Regions from separate parts of the Lactuca sativa genome. Here region 2 is linked to region 1. Evidence: chromatin contacts called from public Hi-C data. All regions are on one chromosome and are shown on one strand. The core of a region is the stretch at or near the end of the contact, and the rest is flanking DNA. Distances in the headings are between cores, read along the strand shown.

What was found. A called contact is a pair of places that touch in the nucleus more often than the background predicts.
Region 2: a Hi-C map of bud shows a contact between it and region 1, with 10 times the contacts expected there. The contact joins the promoter of LOC111883708 here to the promoter of LOC111883738 in region 1. A contact is called at or near these places in 4 of 4 Hi-C or Micro-C datasets (bud, leaf and seed).

Annotation. Positions count from the first base shown.
Region 1 is chr7:91,992,517-91,998,242 of Lsat_Salinas_v11, reverse strand. LOC111883738 reads left to right here and starts at 3,668. Exons shown (of 9, transcript XM_023880063.3): 1 at 3,668-3,899; 2 at 4,238-4,341; 3 at 4,514-4,652; 4 at 4,780-4,851. The coding sequence starts at 4,252.
Region 2 is chr7:92,150,114-92,155,839 of Lsat_Salinas_v11, reverse strand. LOC111883708 (probable protein phosphatase 2C 6) reads right to left here and starts at 2,158. Exons shown (of 4, transcript XM_023880033.3): 1 at 760-2,158. The coding sequence starts at 1,362.

The DNA of each region.
Region 1 (5,726 bases), core at 2,419-4,918:
GTATTGAAAACCTTTTTGTAATAACATAATGAATGTGGGTTGTTTTTGAAAAGTTTAAATTGGTTGAAATTTTTAGAGCGTTACAGCATGGCTTATGTGATTGTTATGGAATATATGATTATGTGGTTATGTGTGGTATTCTCTGGGGAACTCACTAAGTATTAGCTTACAGTTTGTTGATTATTTCAGGTACTTCAGAGCCTAAGGGTAAGGGCAAGGTTTGATGGCACGACGTGCACTCTCCGACATTTTATATGGGGACACTCTGATGTTTGAAATAAAATGTTGATGTTATGGATTTTGAAAACAGTTGTCATTGATATTTCATATTTTATGGGGATATTTTGATTAATTAAAAATGAAAATTTTATTTGGAAATTTAGGTCGTTATAGAGGCACAGATACTGGCATGCTGGTTGTTGTTATAAGAAAACTCAGCTAACGGAAGATAAGAGTCCCAACTCCCACCAAAATCAATGACACATGCACACAACATATCCTCGAGCGTCTGAATAGTCCGCTCGCTCTGCCTGTCCGTTTACAGATGGTATGCGGTACTGAAGTGTAGTCAAATACCCAACTCCTTATGAAATCTCTTCCAGAACTTATGAGTAAAGCGTACATCATGGTTCGACACAATAGACGTGGGCACCGCATGCCGAGCCACCACCTCTTGAACATAAATCTCGGCTTTCAGAGACAAAATGTCTGCAGTCTGTGGGCCACATTTGCAGTAGAAGAGGTGGACCGAATGTTTGCAGTTTGCAAGAAGACGATTTGTTTTTTAATGTCTGCAGACATTAAATTTTTCATCAACTATAACTTAAGCAACTAAATAAAGCATACAACTAATTCACAAATATAATTGGGGGTTAGCAAAAACCGAACCGATAAAAAAACCTGATAAAAACACAACAAACCGAAAATAATAAACTGAAACTAATACAAATTCCGACGATGTGATTGACATTCGAATGGCTAAAGTTTGGTTGGGATTCAATAATCAAAAATTTTAATGAACTTAGTTATTAACGTGGCATAAATTATGTTAACTGAAAAATAGAATTTCATTAAGATTTTTGATATTATATATATGAACTAGTTAGTGATGATATTGTTTCTATCCTAAACAACATAAAAAAAGTTACTAGATTTACCTACTAAATGCAAATGTACACAAAAATAAAAATATATACAAAACTATATCAAAATTATTTGGATAAATATATTATCTGAATAAAAAAACATGTACATAATCATATACATAAACATTTGGGTTAATACATAATTATGATATAAAAAGACAATAAATAAAGAAACAAATAATTGCATCAAAAGAAAAGAGGAGGACAAAAGTATAAAAAATGAAAAACAACAGTCATAATTACCAAAAAAACCTTTTTTAAAAGTTATATATATATATATATATATATATATATATATATATATATATATATATATATATATATATATATATATATATATTTTGTGGAAGAGGTAAGATAATGGTAGAAGATGTTAGAAGACATAGGTCCATATTTGCGCTAAGAAAAGGATGCACATACCTTTTTAGGTCTGCGGTCTTCTAAAAAATAAACAGTCTGCGAGACCAAATGTCTATGCGCTGTCTGTGTGGCGTAGACGTAAGAGGTCAAGAAGAACTTTTACAAAAAAACAAACACCACCTAAGCAAGATAACATATTGGGGAATATGACTTATCAATGTAATTAACTTTTTGGTTTGTTCACATTTGGGTAACTATTTTTTTTTGTACATATCTAGATCTAGGTAACGAACTTTTTTGAAGTGTTCACATATGACCATTCTGATCGACAATAGCAAGTTACATCCGGTCATAATGGTTATATGTGAACACTTCCAAAAGGTAAGAGTAAATTACACGAATGGTCTATGTAGTTTGGGGTAATTTACATGTTTGGTCCCTAACTTACTTTTTTAACTCGGATGGTTCATCCTGTTTATTTTTGTTGTGCGCTTGGTCCTGTCTTACCTAAAAAGGCTGAGTCCCACCAGTCACCATCCCATCTCTCATCCTCTCCAACTTTTATTTCATTTCCATCTTTACTGACATCGACGTCTTTACCATCCTTTTTTTTTCGGTCTTTCAACTCCAACGAACCAACACCATAACATTCTATTAACAACATTCTAAACTTTAACTCATCAAATGGTGCCATCTTTATCCCCTTTTGTGGCAACAATTTGTCGATTATTTTCAAGTTAGAGGAATCAAATTACATCATAAGAGAACCGACAACATTCTGGATTTGATTCCCCATACTTTAAGAGAACTAAAATCAATCGATTTATCTGTCGTCGTCGACTTTGATGTTCTTCTTAACATTATTGGTCTGCACTCTTTATTTATGATATTTTAATCTCTAGTAAATTTGATTTTTTTTATATTTAATATATTAAACAATAAAATTATATAAAACAACAATGTGTTTTTTTTCCAAGTCAAATCTAGAGTTTTATTATTATTATTATTATTATTATTATTATTATTATTATTATTTTTCTAATTATTTTATTTTATTTTACCAAAGTAGTGTATTTTAAAAAGATATTTACCAAAATGGTATGGTTTTCAAATATTTACCATTTAGGTTAAATTTTATACCAAATCAAAATTAGAAGGTAAAATAAAAAAGAAAAGAAATTGACTTATCATGATAATTAATTTTTTGGTTTGTTCACATCTAGGTAACCATTTTTTTTGTACATATCTAGATAACAAACTTTTCGAAAGTGTTCACGTATGACTATTATGACCGGATGTAACCTGTTACAATCGATCATAATGGTCATATGTAGCGGTGTTCGTTTGGATGAATTGGTTTGATCTGATCCGATCAAGTGAATCCGAATAGATTTTGGTTTTCAAAACATTGATTTGAATAGTTCAAACTAAATTTAAATCCGATCTGATCCAACCAAATTACAATTCGGTTGGATCGGTTTTTACAATTCGGTTTTCAAGAGGCAAAACATTTTGAAAAATATATAACTTGAATATTAACAATATCTATAAGGAAACTATTTTTTCTTATAAATTATAATTTATGAGCAAATACTAAGAAAATATATTATAGTTAATATGTCATTGACAAAAAAAACTTTTAATAAGAAGTAATTTTAAAGTAGTATATTCAATGAAAATTTCTAATAACTAAAAATAATAATTTAGTAAATTTATAAATAGTTAAAGATACATTTGAAAAATAGAGAATAAGTTGTTATTTGGTTTTTTTGGACTATTCGATCCTTAGTTTATAAACCAAAATCAATCCGAAATTCAAAATAATAATTCGGTTTTACTGAAAACCAATCCAAAAATCTGAATAACTGAACCAAATAGCCTGATCCAAATTGTCCAATTAGACAATTCGGTTTTATCCAAATAGTGAACAACCCTAGTCATATGTGAACACTTCTAAAAAGTTCGTTATCCAGATATGTAAAAAAAATAGTTACCCAGATATAAACAAATCGAAAAGTTAATTACCTTAATAAGTCATAAACCCTGACGTATTGTCCATATATCTTTATTTATTTCTTTTTTAATTGCTATAAATAGATTTATTAGGAGAATATGTTCATTTATTTCTTTTTTAATAATCGCTATGAATAGATCTATTAGGAGAGGCTTTTTAAACACGTGATGCGTTAGGCCAAGACACTTTTCGTTAGGGTTTAGTGGTTTACGGTGCTCAAAATAGCCTCACGTCTTCCCGACTTCTTTGATCACCGACCCTCCACCCTTGACGACTCACCTCCGGCGACATCTCCGGCCTCCACGAATCTATCTCCGGCGAAAGGGCGAATCCCACTGCTCCATTTCCATCTCCATCTCGACTCGGCCATTTAGTCTCAGGTTTTCTTTTAAGTTTCCGATTTTGTATGAGTTCACTGCTACATTCTTTATTTGATAAAATTGATCAAACTGATCATATATTTGACTGATTTTGTATGTGTTCACTCTTTACTTCGTAAAATTGATCATGTAGATGACTGGATTTGTATGAATTCACTCTTTATTTGATATATATGATCAAATTGATCATGTAGTTCACTGATTTCTTATTTGTTTGTGACCTTGTAGTTTGTAACTTCTAATGACAGTCCTGAGACTATGAGTTTCCTGTCTGTTTTGACATTCGATCAGTTGTCATGTAAATGTTTCTAATTATTCTTGCCAATTACATGATTAAGAACATATTGTAGAGATGTCGTGGAGAGGAAGGGGACGTGGGCGAGGTGGTTTTGGTGGTGGTTTTGTTCGTTTTGCAAAAGAAGAGAAGTACGAAGTATTTCCTGTAAGTTAAAGTTTTGTTTCTTCTTTTTTATACTAATATTTGATTATATTTCTAGTTTAGTTCTCTTTTTGACATATTGGTATAAACCTTGAAGAACTTATAGAAAGAGATCTTATGATCTTCTATTCTTTGGTGTGCCATAGTTGTAATGCAAACAATTTCTTTCTTGCAGGAAATCACAGACCTCCCTGATGTCAATCTTAAGCAAAAAAAAGACGATTACTGGACTTTAGTATCATCAGCTGATAATCTGAAAAAGTTTTGGAATTCATCTCCTTATTATTTGGAGGATCTGAGTGAAAGTGGTAAAAGTAAGCATTCCATTCGATCTTTAAATTGCATATGTCCATTAAGTTTCTAAACTTCTTCTGTTATCTTTTATATGATATGATATGATAATGTTTTTGATTTTTTTTTATGTGGAAATTGTGGTGGCAGAAAGTATTAATAGAAGGCCTCCACTTTCAGACTATATGATGCTGACTACAGACTATGTTCCAGCAGAACTAGGTAAGTAAAAAGAATGGAATGGTTGATTCCATTCATGGAATGGAATCAGCCATTCTTGAAGGAATGTGATTCCTTTCTTCTGTTATGTTAATTTTCATTCCTTATCCTATGGGTGTTTTCTTTAAATGAAGACGATATAATAACCCCATTTTTATCTATGTAATTTTTTATGAGATACATCCTTTTTAAGAAAAGATTATGAGTTTAATTAAATTACAATTTCTCATAAAAGACCTTATACTTTGTTTTTTTTTTTTTTCCGGATTAAACCTTATCTTCTTTTGCTCATGAAAAGACCTTATATTTTTTACCAAAAAACCCTCAACTTTTTTTTTTTCCGAAAAAATCCTCAACCTTCTAAATGTTTCCAAATAACTCCTCAACTTTTTTAGTTTTTCCTGAGAAAACCCTCACATTTTACAACTCTGTTTGGAGAAAAATGACTAAAAGGGCCAGATTGGAAAAAATGAAAAAAATACAAGGTCTTTTTCATGAAAAAAAATAAAGTTAAGGTTTAACCTGAAAAAACACAAAATATAAGGTCTTTTACTCTTTTATGAGATTATTAACCCTATTACCCGAAAATTATATTTTTATTATATTCTTATATGAGTTTTTTTTATTATGTTCATTTTTTTTTTGTTTAAATCAAGAGTTCATTAATTAAATAATATATAGAGTAGAGTTGAAATAAGCATTTTATATATATTATAAGACATTCATATGAGAATTCATTCCATTACCATTATCATATATTCATATCTATTTCATATTTTCATTCAATCAAACAGACATGAGATTTTGTAATTTTTTCTATGATTCCTTAAATATATATAATTATTTAAGCATAAAAATATATTGTTTCACATTCTATA
Region 2 (5,726 bases), core at 909-3,408, 160 kb before region 1:
ACTTTTATTTATTAGTTGACTTTTAAGGCCCTACAATTGACTTGTTATTGAAATAAATTGATTGTGATTTCGTTAAAAATATGACAATACCATATTCCCACTTGCAATATACTCCAAAAGCTTTGATTTTTGTTGCTGGATTTTCTTAAAAAAACATGAAGATTTATATCCATTTTAAAGTTGACATATAACCAATGTAGAAGTCAAACTGACTTTTAAGGTCCTACAAATGACATCTTATTCAATGAAGTGATAGTGATTTCATTACACAATCAAACAATACCATATTCCCACTTGTAATATACTCCAAAAGTTTGAAATTAAAAAAATATGAAAATTAATAAGTTGAAAAACAATCAATTTTACCAAAAAGTCAGCTATATCATACTAATACCATATTCCCACTTGCAATATACTCCAAACGTTTGAAATTCGCTGCTGAATTTTCTCAAAAAACATGAAAATTTACAAGTTGAAAAATAACCAATTTGACTAAAAAGTCAAACTCGATCATACCAACACACTTTCATTTACACTTCAACATTCTACAAAGGGTTACGTAATTATGTTTAAGAAGTAAAATAACAACATACTTTCATTGATTTATTTATCATAGCAAAATACTTTCATTTCTTCCTATAATCTCACAACAACATTGTTGATTGTACTTTCAAAAATCCACCTAATTATAGCAATGTCATCCAAATCCAAATCGAATTTTCACATACTAAAAATAGAAAATGAAAATAAGACACAAACCTGAGAACCACCATGTCCATCATACACCCCAAAGAAATGAGCACTCAAATGACTCAAACTTTTGGTCATCTTTTCACCTGTTAGCATCTGAATAGGAATCTTCAAGAATCTTGGAACAGTTGCAACTGAATCTTCCATTTCAGGTCTTCTTCCACACATAGAAGTATATCCCCATAAAGGAACACAATCCACCTCAAACACACTTCTTGCTACAATCCCACTTGACACCTTATCAGAAACAACAATCTCCTTTGCCACGTCATCAACCCTATCAATCCCTTCAACCGAGCAAACGCCCTTTTCACTATCTTCTGATTGCAATGTATTTAAAGACTCGAATGCTATAAAATCTTCACCACATAAACTACTGGAATCACTGACGACAGAAAGAGTACATGACGCTTCAAAGATTCGATCACCCTCTAATGACATCAATTCATCTTCACTTTCTTGAAACCCGGAATCGGAATTTTGATCATCGAAAGTAATTTTATCACCCATGATCAGTTGTTCGACTTGTGGGGTTTGTATTTCAGTGATTATTTTACAGATTGGATTACGTAAGCTTAATGGCACTGAAGCCGCCGGAAGTATCTCCTCCATTAAAATCACTATCGGGTTTGAAGTTAAATTTACAAAAAACCACCCTCGAAAAAGTCATTGTTTGACTAATTCATATTGCCCATGCCTATAAATCTATAAGGCTATGAATAAAATCAAACGCGATGAAGAAAACGAATCGAAATGGGTGGTCGGATCTAGTGAAAAAAACAAGAATTTTAATGAAGGAGTTGATCTAAAATGTTTCGATATCTACTTCCATACAGATTTCCAAGGAAACCCCACAAAGATTCGACAATCTTTGAAGCTCTAGACACGAGAAAAAGGGAGAAATTTTAAGGAAATACAGAAAGAGAGGGGAAAAAGTTTCGAGAATCACAGGGAAACCCAAAAAAGATGTAGCCTTTTCTCTACTTAAAGTTTTTGGAGTTCCCTGGATCTGAGGCAACCGATATCAACCTCTCTTCTTCTTTCTTCTTTTTTCCAACTTTCAGCAATAATAACAACCAAGAGAGAAAGGGTACTAATCATCAAACATGTTAAAGTTTTCAAGTGTCTTTCTCACTTACCTAATCTTTACACATATGGTTGAAGATAAACTGTTGTTTGTTCTTCTTGTTGTTCTTCACAACCTTCCTTCGGTTTACTTTATATCATAATCTGTTAATCTCAACGAGTTTTGGTTTCAAGATTGAATCTTTAGAGGTGAATGTGATTGCCCATTTCTCGATTATTGGGTACGAGCAAGAAAGAAAGAAGAAGATGGAGAAATTGAAAAATGGGAAAAAAAAAAAAAAAAAAAAAGAGAGAAATAAATATTTTTTAATGGAGAACAAGAAATTGAGTAGACAAAGGACATAAGGCAGGCCGCAGGTGTCAAGAAAAACTTAGAAAAGCATATAATAAAGCATCTCCACACATTTATTATTTGTCATTTGTCATTTGCTTTATTATTTATTTTATCTTTTTCTTTTCACCAATAGAAGGCTTCCATGTCCCCTCTAAAGCATCATCCATTGTTGAGTCAAGTCTATATCTTGATTATTTTTTTTTCTTTTTTAGGTAATAAATGATGAGATTTAGACAACTATAAGTAGATTTTTTGGGTTTTTTTATTCTATAATATATTTATTTATAATTATAATTAATACTTACATAATCCATCTAATATCATAATTGTTATAGTTTATATGGAAGAATAAAAGAGAGAAAAATAAAAAGACAAATGATTAATTTTCACTTTTTTGTGGTGAAAATTTGTTGTGACTAAGCATGACGTGTTCGAATGAAATATCATATCCAAGGTCGAAAAGGAATTGCACTTAAATTATTCGATTTCTTATGGGTTGTTTTTTTTTAAGTAAATAAATAATTTAATATTATAAAAAGATATTTATTATCCATCAAATATGTAAATACATTTAATTTAAATCTTATAAAATTCAATTATTTTAAGGTTATCTATTCAAGAAAGTTATTTTAATAAAATCTTTAACAAAAATGTTCAAATTATTTGAAAGAAAATAATATTTATTTATTTATTTATTTTGCCTACAATTATGTGTTTAGTGGTTGGTCATTTGTCATTGTCAACGCAAGAACCTGGTTGGTGTTGTTTCCCTTGTGTCATACACGTGGTGTTGTTTTTTTGGCCGCTTTTTGTTATCTTTTTTAAGTTGTTTTCTTTGTGTATAAATTTTTATAACCATCAAATTATTATTACACATATTATAACCTTTTTTTTGCTAAGAACAATTTACGTCATGGCGTGTTAGTGATAAATAATAATAGAAATTTTGAATATCGAACACCAATATTAGACTCAAAGGGCTTATGGCCTAGAGTTATGGAGTGATCCTGTCATTAGTTTAAATTTTATTTGAGGCTTAGATGATAATTAGGAGTACATATAAAAAACAATATTAGAAACAAATAATATAAATCTAGTCTTGAATGATTAACTAATGTATTAAATGCGATAGTTAATGAGAAAAAGTAAATGACCTTGAAAATAAATAAAGAACACAAATAATGTTTTATAGGAAAGTGACTAATTTTATTAATCTTTTGAAGTAGTATACAAAAATGTACATGATACACTGGTTGATTTGTTTATTTATAGCCCATTATTATTTATAGCCCATTATTATTTATAGCCCATTAGATGTGAGATCCACTTACTATATGAGTTTATTTAAAAAATAAAATAAAATACAAAATTCTAAACATTTGAGAAATATAAATTTATAAGGAAAATGAGAAAATATTGAATTATAAAAATTAAACTGTTCTTTTTTTAAATTTAAACAAATAATTTAGATAAATAAATTCAGATAATTAATGAATTTTTAATTTAATAATTTTGAAATTAGAAGAAAAGTTCATTAATAAAATTGATATGCATTTATTATGCATTCAAATACTATCTAGAATTGAATAAAATGAAAAACTCATAAAATAACATGTGGAATATAAATTAACTTAAAATAATCACAAAATTATATGTGACAAAATAAATGAGAATGTGACATGTGGTAAAAAGATTTTTATTTATTAAGAAGAATGAGTAAACATGTAAAGATACAAAGAGACAAGTACAAAAGGTAAAAGCAATGATCAACATGATAGTACATCTGACAAAAGATCTTGTTGATCTTGTTCCCTGATCTACAAACAACATAAGACAAAAACAATCACTTTCTCAGATAAGTTTTACTTCGGACAATCTTCAACTCGGATGAGCAGCTTCTTCAAATCATATCAACCTCGGATAGCATATGGTCACTTTTTATGTTCTATCAATCTCCCCATAAGTAACCTTATCTATTATCATTTCTTCAATTCTCATCATCATCAAAAGGAAACATATAAACTTTGTGCAATCATGTTTCGAACTTTAATCCACCAACTTATATCATCAATAAAATCTTTATTTACATCCTTTGGAGCTTCTAATTAGGAAGTTATGGTAATAAACTTTAGAAGCACCTTAGTATGAACAATATGCTTTTACATTTCCCTGAAAAGTTGTTTTTTTGATCGAGCCTTTCAGACGAAAGATGTATCCTAGCTCAGGTTCAACAATGGGACTAATGGGAATATTTTCAATGCCCTCTAGAGAAGTGTCGATCGGTTGGAGAGTTCAACCAGTCTTGATCAGATGATAAAGTTCAAAATTTGTTCTTACAAACTCAGTGACATAGTCCTTTAGAAAGTTCATGGCAGATTTAAAGGCACTAATTGCAAGAGATGAAGTTTATAGACTTTGGAAGTGATAAGCAATGGTGAGAATATCAAATGGATTGATTGTTGTACTGTCTACATCGGTGATGCTGATTCTTATGGAATCGATTCTAATGATGTTGTAGGGAATAAGATGTAACTTCAAGGAAATTTTGTTGATCACCTTCTTACCATATCTTTCGATCGTGGTGATCTTTTTCATGGACCAAGTTTCCTTCATCGATTTTGCATATGCCTTGTAAAAAGTCTCAAGTATTTCCCTTTCCTTCTGAACTTGATGTTTCATTGGTGCAATAGGATTCAAACTTGGGAATTTCTTGTAGAACCTTTCATATGACGATATAGGAAGATCTAGTTGCTCGAAATTGGAGGATGGAATGACATACATCTTGTATGGAACTTAGTGATGATCAAATAGGCAGGCATTTAAACTCCATGGAGAAATCCCAGGATAAAGATTTGGATTTTCTCGTATCTGTTGAGAGAGATAGCTCTCTTTGATCACTTTGTTGATTTCCTCAAAATCCCTCAGACTGTTGTAGCGAATTCATAGGGCTAATATTTTTTGCTCCTTCGGATGAGAGGACCCATTTACCTGTAACATCCCAAGTCCAGGTATACCTTGTAACCCTTGGTCTTTTTTGTACTTGTCCATTTTATCCCCTTTTGAGGAAAGGTGGTGAATGAGTACGCGAGGCGTATGTGAGTGTACGCTCAGCGTAATTATGTGCGTGCTTTTGACGCGGAAGCCACCTAGTACGTTGGGCGCACTAGGACCAGAGTGAAAACCCTAATTTAAGGTGTGTCCCTATATAAAGGGTATGATGGCCTGATTCCTGGCCACCATTCTCAGACAACAAACTCTCTTAAACCCTAAACCTTCGTTCATAGAGCTTATTAGTGCATTTGAGAGCCTTTGAGTGATTTTATGAGTTCTTGGAGTGAAGAAGAAGCTTTGGAGAAGGAGTGAGAGTACAGGCCCTTGGATCTGAGCATAGATGTGTTGGGAGCTTCATATAGAGGTATAAAGCTTCAAGCTTCCTCACTCTTTTGTTTTGTGCATCATAGTAGAGTATTTTAGGGTTTTGTCCCAAAAGTTGGAGACTTTATGAGATATTGTGCTCTAGAGACTATGATCAACCCCTTTGGGTGTATTCAGTGGT